2 separate regions of the Mus musculus genome follow, and region 2 is linked to region 1. A link is a contact called in public promoter capture Hi-C data. All regions are on one chromosome and are shown on one strand. Each heading gives the region's core, a stretch centred on a gene start, on an enhancer-like site or on the middle of the called end of the contact. The rest is flanking DNA. Distances are from core to core; before and after follow the strand shown. Region 1 holds the start of Zfp286os (a long non-coding RNA gene). Region 2 has its middle 40 kb from the start of Gm29851.

Evidence for each region. Promoter capture Hi-C pulls out the DNA fragments that hold promoters and counts their contacts.
Region 2: a contact with region 1 is called in a promoter capture Hi-C map of trophoblast stem cells, with 2.6 times the contacts expected there. The contact joins the enhancer-like site here to the promoter of Zfp286os in region 1. A contact is called at or near these places in 6 of 39 promoter capture datasets (3T3-L1-derived adipocytes, embryonic stem cells, hippocampal neurons and 3 more) and 1 of 115 datasets of contacts at active chromatin or transcription factors (embryonic stem cells).

What each region holds. Positions count from the first base shown.
Region 1 is chr11:62,753,637-62,758,901 of GRCm38.p6, reverse strand. It overlaps Zfp286os (a long non-coding RNA gene), which reads right to left and starts at 2,082. Exons shown (of 3, transcript XR_879919.3): 1 at 1,797-2,082. It also overlaps a transcript of Zfp286 not described here.
Region 2 is chr11:63,286,979-63,292,340 of GRCm38.p6, reverse strand. No RefSeq gene overlaps it. Among named protein-coding and RNA genes, the nearest start is that of Gm29851, 40 kb to the right of the region's middle. Within about 2 kb of position 2,605, at least 2 of the 459 cell types and tissues checked have an H3K27ac peak or open chromatin away from gene starts, as enhancers often do. A contact at or near this core is called in trophoblast stem cells, where this site is marked.

The sequences.
Region 1 (5,265 bases), core at 833-3,332:
GGGAGTAGTTTAAAATTTTTTAAAAGGAGGAAGTAAATATGAGAGAAAGGAAAAGACTAAGAGTACAGGGGAGAGCATGAGAAGTGACCAGCAGTACAGTGAGGAATGCCTTACAGGAGACTGACTAAGAAATGAGATCCTAAACACCTAACAATGTACCCACGAAGGCGGAACCGACGTGAGACGCCAGAGTGGAGATTAAGTAATACGAATTAAAATGAATACTTGTGGGACGGATCGCTGGCACCGCTACAGTGAGTTGAAAGATGAAATTCTTAAGAGGCCTCTGGCTCTAGCCTGCCCCATTTGAACCTGTGGAGGGAAGAGGCCAGTGGGATCTATTCGATGCAGTCACATGAGAACAAATAAAGAGCTCTAGTGGCATTCCCGCAACATACAGACACAATGTGACCACATTGGGAAAAGGTATAAAAGTCTAGTGACACCCGTACCCCAAGATCATCTTCGGGGTCCTGACATGTTTAAGTTTAAATAGAGAATGGTTCTGGTTGTAGTCCACTTGTAAAAACAGTCGCAACTCCTTTCCTGCCTCAGCCTGCAGCGATCACAGGAGCTGTCCAGGGAGCAGCACCTCCTCTCCAGCCTTTCCAAAAAACAGCTCAGCCGCACATTGATGGCACCTCAACCTGTGTGGCCTGTGGCCTGGAAGATCTTCCCATCCTAACCCTTGGGCCCAACGCAGGGAAAGAGGGCTGAAAAAAGCTACCAATCCCTGAACAGAGAAACCCACCAATCCCTGAGCTCCCCCAAGCTCAGGACTTGAAATCCTACCAATCCTCAATCCGGAAATCTCTGTGGGGGTTCTCCTCCCGCCCCCCAAAAGCTCCGCCCCTAGCTGTGTAAACCCTGCTCTTGGTTCAACTTCTTGCTGTCCACTCCTGGGAGCAGTGGCAGCCACCCCTGGATTTGTCCCTCGTCTCCCTGGATTCATCCTTCCACTAGATCTCTTTCCTGAGATTTGCTGTCTGGTGGGACTCTCTTATCAGAAGCAGCCAAGAAGCAATGAAGAGAAGGGAAGAATGAGAAAAGGGGAGCAAGGCTGAGTGAGCCTCGTGAGCAACTCGGCTCAGCTGGGGAGACCCTCTCCTGGGAGCTGCAATGCCTCTGCTGAGGAGACTTCCTCTCAGAGCTGTGTGGTTCCTGGGCCGGGTGTCTCGGGATGCTCTTCCATCGGGATAACCTTCTCCCCTCTGAGCAGTGTGGCTCCTGGGTTCCTGAGTCCCAGGATACACTTCCAGACTGGTCAAAGTGTGAACCTGTCCATCATCAAAGATCCAGTCTCTTGTAGAAAGAAGATGGACCGGTATGATGTCAGAACTGTGTGAAATCTCTTTCCCGGACCTAAGTTTCCCCACTGGCTGGCACCAGACCCCTTTAGCATATTTTCATCCCTGTCAGGAAAGTTAAAGAACCAAAAATGATAGTGTAGATAGATATCGCCAGTTTTCCAATCAAGAAATTCAAAGCCAAGCAAAGTGTGGACATTCACCAACTCTCCTGGCTTCTGAGACTTTATAGGTGGCCTCTCTGCTCTCTGGGTGCCTTTCTTTAGCAACACAGAGGTGACCTTAGAAAAGATCTTGCCAAAGGTTCCTAGTGCTAGAGAGTGACACGGCCGTGGCCTCTAGACACAAACATTCCAATGTGATTGTATTTCTTAGATTGCGCGGAAGGTTGATAATCAGTAAACTGTTCTTAATCGCGAGGAAGGTTAAATGAAGAGTCTCTGAATGAAGGTTAACGTTGGCCGCCTTGCGGCGCGGTTCCGTGCTCACCGAGCGCCCTCTGCCGGGCACACAGCGGCCGCCAGGTACTTCTGCCCGGGTGCAGACGGGGGTGCGCTTTCCCTTCGTGAGTGCACGGCCTGGCCGATCCGGACCTAGCCTATCGGACCCTCCCATCCCTGAGGAGAGCGGCCTGGGCCACAGAGGCGGGATGCTGTAGGTCTCCCCTGCGCCCTCTGGTGGAGCGGAGCTTCAGAGCTGCAGCGTCACCAAGACCTCAGCCCTACCCGGGCCGGAGCAGCGGACCGCGTCAGAGAGGAGGGTGGACAATCCAAGGCCAGCCTCACCGGAGATGGCTTAGCCTGAGAGCTGAGCTGCATTCCTTCACCGGGCAGCTTGCACTGGCTGGCTGATTTTAAGCCATTTCAAATGATCCCTTTTTAAGCCATTTGTCATTCCCTGGCACGATCGTGGAATAGAATAATGTGCATTGGTTGGGACATGCTGGACTGGTCCAGGGTGCTGTAAGCGCTGCCAGAGCGTGCACCCTTCCTTCTTTACTTTTAAATGCACTGATACGGGAACCACAAGTGAGGTTTCTCCTTAAGTCTGTTGATAATTGTGCAGTAGATGGAAGAAACTCTTGTAGTTTCTAAAAGAATTTACCTAATACTCATAGAGTAGATGTTAAGTCAAACTCAGGTAGACGAAGAAAGGGTGCAGAGCTACAACATTCCAGTTCTCCAGAATCACTAAAGTTTATTATTAATCGATCCGCCTTGTTTGTACAATCTTTAACACAGGTGTGTCTTTTTTTTTTTTTTTTTTTCTTTTTTCTTTCTGGAAACTTCAGGTCACAAACAGGCTAAACACTGTGTCTAGCTGTGTGGCTTGTGTCTTGGTTAAAGGGATAAGATGCTGCAAGGGTGGTTAGCACTGGCCACTTTTGTTCTTTGAGACAGCTTTAGAGAACTTTTTAAATTTTGTGTATTGGAATAATAATGCCCATCAGATTAGTGTAAAGATTAAATGAGAATGTGTTTTTAAAGTTGCTTGTGCAATGTCAGACCAACCAGCTGTGACTACATTTAATAATCTTATGAACCCTAGATCTCCGGGGGCGGGGGGGAGAGACAAGTTGGATCTCACTGATGTTGCAGGGGTCTTCCCTGTGTTTCATGGGGCTCATCCCTGTGTTCCCTCATGGGAGCCCTGTCTCAGGGTTCCTGCGTGGTGAGTCTGAAGTTTCTAAGGCAGGACTGGTTTGCACGGTTTACCACTCTTCCCTACATTCCTCTCGGCAGGACAGCCACCCTTTCAGAAAGCAGAAGCAGAGATGGCTGCTGGGATGTTTGCAATTGGACCCCTGGTAAGTCGGGGTCTACTGGTTCCTGCCTGCTGCGTTGTCTGGGGGGCATCTACTGTTCTGGAATCTCGAAGCTTCTCTGCCTCACCCACACTCCTTCAACTGAGACCAGAGCCACATTTTTTGACCTATAAAAAATGGGGCCACCCCAATAAAAGTTATTATGTGTAAAAGAAAGTGCTCTCTGTTGGGGGGACAAAGGCCCGTGTAACCACTGAGCACTAGGGAGCCAGGAATGCTAAACACACCCGAGCACCTCCTCAATGCAGGAAATAAAAACCTGGTTTTCACCCCCAGAAGACTTGGAGTGGATATTGTTGACATCTGGTGACCTTTTTGCTATCTATGGTGACCTGATTTTTCCATGTTCTAATAATCAAAATGTATGGTGTTTTCAGCACTAGGGTCTCGCTGTCAAGTTCTTGGAAGCAACCAAGAGCAGTGGCAATAGCTGGCATTGTTCCTTTTGAACTCGGTTGGGTGGTTTAACTCGGCTGTTCTGGCTCAAACTCCTCTCCGAGCTGACTGATTCACACTGGCTTCTCTGGGCTTCTCCTGAATTGCTGTTTAGCCTCAAACTAACTGTGTCGATCTCTTCTGGTCCTCTGGTGAGAGAACAAATATTCTGGGTTCAGACTCCATCTTAGAGAACTTGACCTAAGGTTCAACTCAAGCTAATTAACAAACAGGCATCTAGCACTAGTTTCTAGGTTATCCACCAACAAGACCTAAGTTTAGCACCAGTTTCCAGGTTGTTCCCTAACAAATCTACACCCCCCAGGTTACAAGCCTGCCCCTGACACTTCACTTCCTAACAACCACCAATCAGGAGGAAAACAGAAGTTAAGTTTCTGATTTGACTTTCAGCACCAGCCAATTATGTTAAAGGCCATAATGGCCTCCTAATCAAATGTGTACCTGGCTAATACCCCATTCTTGCCTCTATAAATGCTTGCCTGAAACTGGGCTCTGGGCCTCCTCCCATTCTTCTGTGTCAGAGATGGTAGTGTGGCCCAAGCTTAAGCTTAAATAAAGAGACCCTAATTCGATTACATTGGAATGGGCTCCTTGGTGGTCCTTTGAGGGTTCACGAGCATTCCTGGTACAGCACTGGCTCCTCATTGTCTGACTCATTCTGACTCACCTGTGCTTAGCCTGTTCTCTCCGTAAACCTCCCCTGGTTAAACTGCCTCTTCCCGCTCTGCACTGCCCCTCAAGTAGCTTCCCCTTCCTCTCTCTTCTTGTGAGACTTGGACAGATCCTACTCTGTCAGATCTTTCTCTGATTCGTCACTTTGTCTGCCACTCAATTCGATATCACTTTGGAACATGGGTGCTTCCTTCTACAAAATAATTTTATTTTAATTTTTGGGGGATTATGGGTACTAAGTATTATGGGTAAGGATATTATATATTAAGTATAAGGATATTATATACTAAGGGTATGTCTATATTCCAGACAGACAGACTAAAGGTATGTGCTAAAGCTGAGACACACCACAACTAGAAACAGGTGTTTTCAGTAAATAACACAATCTTGGGGTTCATAATGTGATGAAATATCCTACAACAAGAAGCCAATACTCTTAACCACTGAGCCATCTCTTCAGCCTTCTTCCTGTATGATTTTTAATGGTGAAGAGTCTCACTGGATTTGCTACTCTAAAAAATAAATAATAAGATTAAAATAAAGATAGGAGTAGCTTGTACCTCGGATGATAGCGTACATGCCCTGGGTTCAACCCCCAGCACCATATAACTAGCTGCAGCAGTGCATGACTAAATCCCAGCACTCTGGGAGTGAGCATAGGAGAGTCAGGGTCATGGTTGTCTCCATATTCTGAGGCCAGCCTGAGACAAATGTATCTTACATACAAATACGTATGCATACATATATGCATTTGTCATTGTGGTCCTCTATTCAACTGCACCTTCCCTCAATTCTACTGTCTGTTTTTCTAGGAAATATCAAATAGTCAAGTTTCTGGTTAAATAGTGAAACTATATGTTCATTATAAGTCTATGCTTTTTTTTTTTTACCCTGTTTAGTGAGAGTTCCCCAGGTTAGGACATAAAAGCAAGTTGATTTGTTTTTCTTCTTTCCCCCAGACTTGGAGAGAGACCAAATCTGCAACTAAGGATGCTGTGCTATCAG
Region 2 (5,362 bases), core at 1,356-3,855, 530 kb before region 1:
CTTGCTGCAAAGACTGATGACCTGGGTTCGATCCCAGGGACCCAGGTGGCAGAGAAAAAATAGACTCCTGAAAATTGTCCTCTGACCTCCCCATAAATAAAACTTAAAAGGTTTCAAAGTCCTTTAGTTTTGCTGTTTCACACAAGTCTCTGATGAGCAAAAGGGAAGGTGTTTACCTGGACGCTGTCGTGGAACTGTCAATAAACTTTCCTTTAAATTGGAAATATGTGTTATGAGAACCTAACCTGATTTGTGTTCTTCTCCCAGTAAGAACAGCTCTATGACTAAGTGGTAAACAGAGCTGCCAGGGCTTCACATCCACATTTGCATAAAGATGAGCTATTGGTACAAAGCCTGCTGAAAGCAGTTACAATCCCCATCTAAAGATCGATCAGACGTTCCTGGATATATGCAAGACACTAAAAGCTGTGTTTTAAAGGAACTTTTATTAATTCTTAAGGACTGAAAAATAGTAAGGTGATAATTTTGTTTTCATGTGCTAGGGACTGAATCCCAGGCCTCACATGTAGGTGAGCTCTAGCCCAACACAATGCAAAGGTTGTATAATGCTTACACTTGACTTCGGCAAACACGGCACAATTATGTATAAGAAAAGCAAGACTCATTTAGAGAAGAAAGGAAAAATGAACGTTCTCCAATGCTAATAGTGTTTATTTCTGGGTTGTGGGATTTTGGAATATTGTCAGTATGGTCGCTATTTTCTAGTCCTACAAGAACAATTCAGGACAATTGTGCTGAGAATGAATCATGAGATCTTTCTAAATTTCCCCCACAATCCCCGTGCTCCACCTCAGAATAGTCTGTGCTCTCTTTCCTTCACTGGGTTAGCTTAGAACGCTAAAATATCTGCAGCTTCATTATTTTGCCATTCTAGTCTCAACCATGACCAAGCCTGGTCATAAATTTTTTGGTATGGCTTTCCTAGGAATAAAACATCACCCACCTCCCCTGCCAGAAGCCAGGGAGTTTTAGAGAAATTTCTGAGAAATTGTAAAGGTAGATAGTTAATACCACCACCATCACTCTGCCCTGGTTGTTGTGTTCCTTGCAGAGGGGTATGGCATGTCTGAGTGCTGAAGTCCTCCAGGCATTGGTTGGAGAGTAAGACAGGAATGATATCATGGGCACAATACAGACAAGGAATCAAAGATGGCCGCCCCAGCTCTATCCCATGCCAATCTAGTCAGGGATTTCCAACAGGGCTTTACCCAGGTCACAGACTTACAGAGTCTTTTAATGTGTAGTCCTTTTATCTATTTTTGAAAATGCATGTGCTTTTGGACAAGTTGCTCTCCGGAGGGAATGAAGATGACAGAGGCAGAAGCGGGTACCTGGTTCTCAGAAGACAAAGCCGGGCATCAAGGTCTCTGTCATTTTAGTAAGTGTATTTGGTGACAGGCCCTCCAGCTACCAAATGAGCAATGGAATTGATTATGAAGTTGTTAAGACATCCCTGATCTCCAAGGATGACAGCCCGGCGCCTGCATTTCTCTGTGGACATTAAATCACCCCACGGAGGTGGCAGGCAGGGAAGTAAGAGAGCACACGCACGCTGAAACAACTCGGAACAGCGATGGCTTTATTTTGGAGATGACATTGAGAACACGAGAAGTTCCCGTTAGAGACACATGGAGATTTATTTTTATGACTTCTCAGCCTCGAGAATTATTTATAGGGCGACTCTTGAGACAAAGAAATAATTCACCACAGACCACGGGACTGCCTATGTTCTGAAGCCTTGAGAATAAGATACTCATTTTTTATTATGTCTATCGATATGGAAATGAATGCAAAAAGTTCATGATGGGCAGGAGCCCTGCCATGTGAATCCAGGGGCTTGCCAGCTCCGCCGTTAGTACTCATTCCTCTGTGTGCCTGGAGCTTCCTGGCTTCACTCATCTCCCCCAACTGCCCTGGGTTTCAGTTTGGTGGACTGTGCACTATATGTAGCCGAAAGTATAATTTTGTATTAGACAAAAAATAAATGTGTTATTTCCGAACATTGATGAGGTCCCTATAGGAAACCAGGGTGAGAAAGTGTGTGTCAGGACTGAGGCTTACAGGCAAACAGCCGTCCACGGCATCCGGTTAGCCATGTGAATGGTGTTTGCCGATGACTGCACATCCACTCTATAGGCCAAGACAAATGCATCCATCTTCTGTCAGCGCTGAGGTCTCCAGTTCTCTGTCATCTCTAGACACATGCCTGTCACAGATATCTAGAGCACTGTCTGTTAGAAGACACTGTGTATCTTAGCAATTCCTTTGGCCAATCAGTTTTTGGATCATTAAGGTTTTCTTAATGAAACGAAAATAAGTTGTCATTTGATCACAAACTTCCCAAATGTAACATCCAGATTTAGATTTCTCCCAAATTCCCTATGCTTCCTACCATGCTTATTTCAACCAAGACTGCACAATGCCTGCCTTGCAGGACAAGCTCCTCTCAGTCGACTGTGTAGGAAATCTATGCCTCATGTACAGGTCATGACCGAGCTGGGATAAAACATGCATTCCTAGCTATGGTCCCTGGGCTACGTTGAACTCTTCACTCACTAAAATTCGTCAGTGTCTTAGTTAGGTATTTAGTGCTGTGATAAAATAACCTGCCCAAAGGCGACTTGGACGAGAAAGGGTTTATTTATAGTCCATCACTGAGAGAAGTCACGGCAGGAACTCAAGCCGGAACCTGGAGGCAGGAGCTGAAGCAAAGATTGTGAAGGAGTGCTGCTTACAAGGTTGCACCCATTCCATGGCATGCTCAGCCTGCTTTCTTATATGACTCAGGACCCCTGCCCAGGGGTTGTACTACCCGCAGTGGGTTAGGCCCTTCCACGTCAATCACTTTTCAGAAATTGCACCCATGGACTTGCCTCTAAGTCAGTTTAGTGGAGAATGGAGATATTTTCTTAATTAAGATTCCTCTTCCCAGATGATCCTGGCTTATATCAAGTTGTCAAAAAAGAAAAAAGAAAAGAAAATAAGAGCCAGGCGGTGGTGGCATATGCCTTTAATTCCAGCACTTGGGAGGCAGAGGCAGGTGGATTTCTGAGTTCAAGGCCAGCCTGGTCTACAGAGTGAGTTCCAGGACAGCCAGGGCTATACAGAGAAATCCTGTCTCGAAGAAACCAAAAAAAAAAAAAAAAAAAGAAGAGGAAGAAGAAAGAAAGGAAGGGAGAAAGAAAAGGAAAGGAAAGAAAAGAAAAGAGGGGAGGGGAGGGGAGGAGAGGGGAGGGGAAGAAAAGAAAAGAAAAGAAAAGAAAAGAAAAGAAAAGAAAAGAAAAATTAATCTAACCAGGACAGTCACTCACTCAAAAGTCAACCAGCTAGCACAACAGCCATAATAAAAATAGTGCTGTCCATGAAAGGTACCATGGGCTTCATGTTAAGCCCACTTTAGCCACATGAAGCAATTCTCACTGTTGCATCTGCATCCCAAATTTCTTTCCAGATAAGGAATCTTCCTTTCCTTACCTTCAGTATCACCAACTACATTTACATCTGAATATAACATGCACCACAAACTCAGGAAGTAACCCTTTATCCTTGCTGGAAGAGATTTCTGGGCTTTGGCTTCTATGCCATCTCTGGGTTTGCCCTAAGGCATCTCACCCCACATAAACACCTGTCCACTGATCACTAGGAAGAAAGAATGATGTCTAAGGGGAGTGGTTTTGCTCAGAGTTAAAACAGTTGGAAGGGAGTGCTGCCTTGGTCCACTTTGAGTAATGTATAGAGGACAAAAGCTTATTTCTCATGAGGCTGAGAATTCCCACATCAGTGTGTGGAGAGGCCCATCACAACACAGGCCTCGGTTGGAAGTATGTTCTGTGTGGGGCATTCAAACTGATAACAGCCCTTCTTCCCGACAACAGTCACAATGTAACTGGACCATTTTCCTGTTCAACCACTCATCGGTTGCCTGCAGAGCGTGTGAACAAACTGATGGCTATTCCACGTGGCCTCAGATCACCAAGAGGCTCTAACAAATGAACATGAGTGGTCCAAGGCCAACAAAGTAGCACGGTGTCCCTCTCAAACAAAAGAGAACTCTCGCCCAGTTCTGGGCAATGGAGCCAGCCTGGAGTGGTAACCATCAGATTCAATAAGTGCAACTTGAAAGTATAGCACTCTTCTTACTGAAGCTGGCTGTGATGTACAAAAAGCAAGGTCAACTCTCTCTAGCAAGCTGAGGACAGTGACAGATTTTGCCCACCATACCATACCAGTCTTATATACTTGGTGAGTCTTTCTGTCATTAATCTCCTGGGAATTTGCATAGTTTTGAAAATACTTTGAACATCAGACTCATTAATTCTTAAGTCAGAAGAAAACTCACCCACGCACGGCTCCCCTGGGGAGTCATTATGTTCAGCTGATAGAATGTCAGGCATGTTGCTAAAACCCAAAGAGGGTGGGTCAAGTCAGATATAACATTTGCTGAGACTAGACTCAATAGTCAGAGCAGTGTGATACCCTTGTTTTGTATGGAAGGAAGCCAGCAAAAGGGCAGCAGGAGCTGAAGCTATCTTTTGAGCCCAGGATGCTAACAGCATTAAGCCCACAAATGCTTATGGTGTCTGCCTCTGATCCCACAGAGGCTGTGCCATGTGCCGGAACAGGGAACAACCTCTTGTAACTTCTACCACATTGTGTACTTGGGTCCTGGAAATATGCACGCAGGAGTGAAAATAAACACAGGCAGCCTTCTCCAAGGGCAGCAGGAACTCAGACAAGAGTTACCCACCAGAGCTACCCTGGTGAGGGGAGGGAACTCATGCAGGGGTTGGATAAAGGCTGAGATGGAGAGAAGAAGAAAGAACAGTGATGGAGTTGAAGATGCTTGGGCAGGGGGCGGGGGGCGGGGAGGATGGCTAATATGTGAACTTAGCGAGAGAGTTTCAGGCAAACAAATAATCAAACAAGGAAGTCGGGGGGGGGGGGGAACTGACAGGAGAGACTGTGAGAGTTCTGCCAGAGTGAGACGTTCTGCTCTATCCTGTAGACAAATGGAAATGACTGAAGGTTTTGGTTTTGGCTTTGTTTGATACTTGGTTTTTTGAGACAAGATCTTGGCTGTAAAACCAAGATGGCTCTGAATTCACTATGTTCTTTACCCACTCCCCACTCCCCACACCCACCTCTACCCTCACCCCTACCCCACCACCACTCACCCCACCCTCACGCCCACGCCCACCCCCACCCCACCACCACTATGCCTGGCAAATGGATGGCTTTGATTACAGAGGATGGTTTTGTGAAGTCAGGGTCTTGCATGTGCTAGAGAGAAGTCTGGATACACAGAGGCCTGGGGGAAGAGAATGGAATCTAGAAATGGACA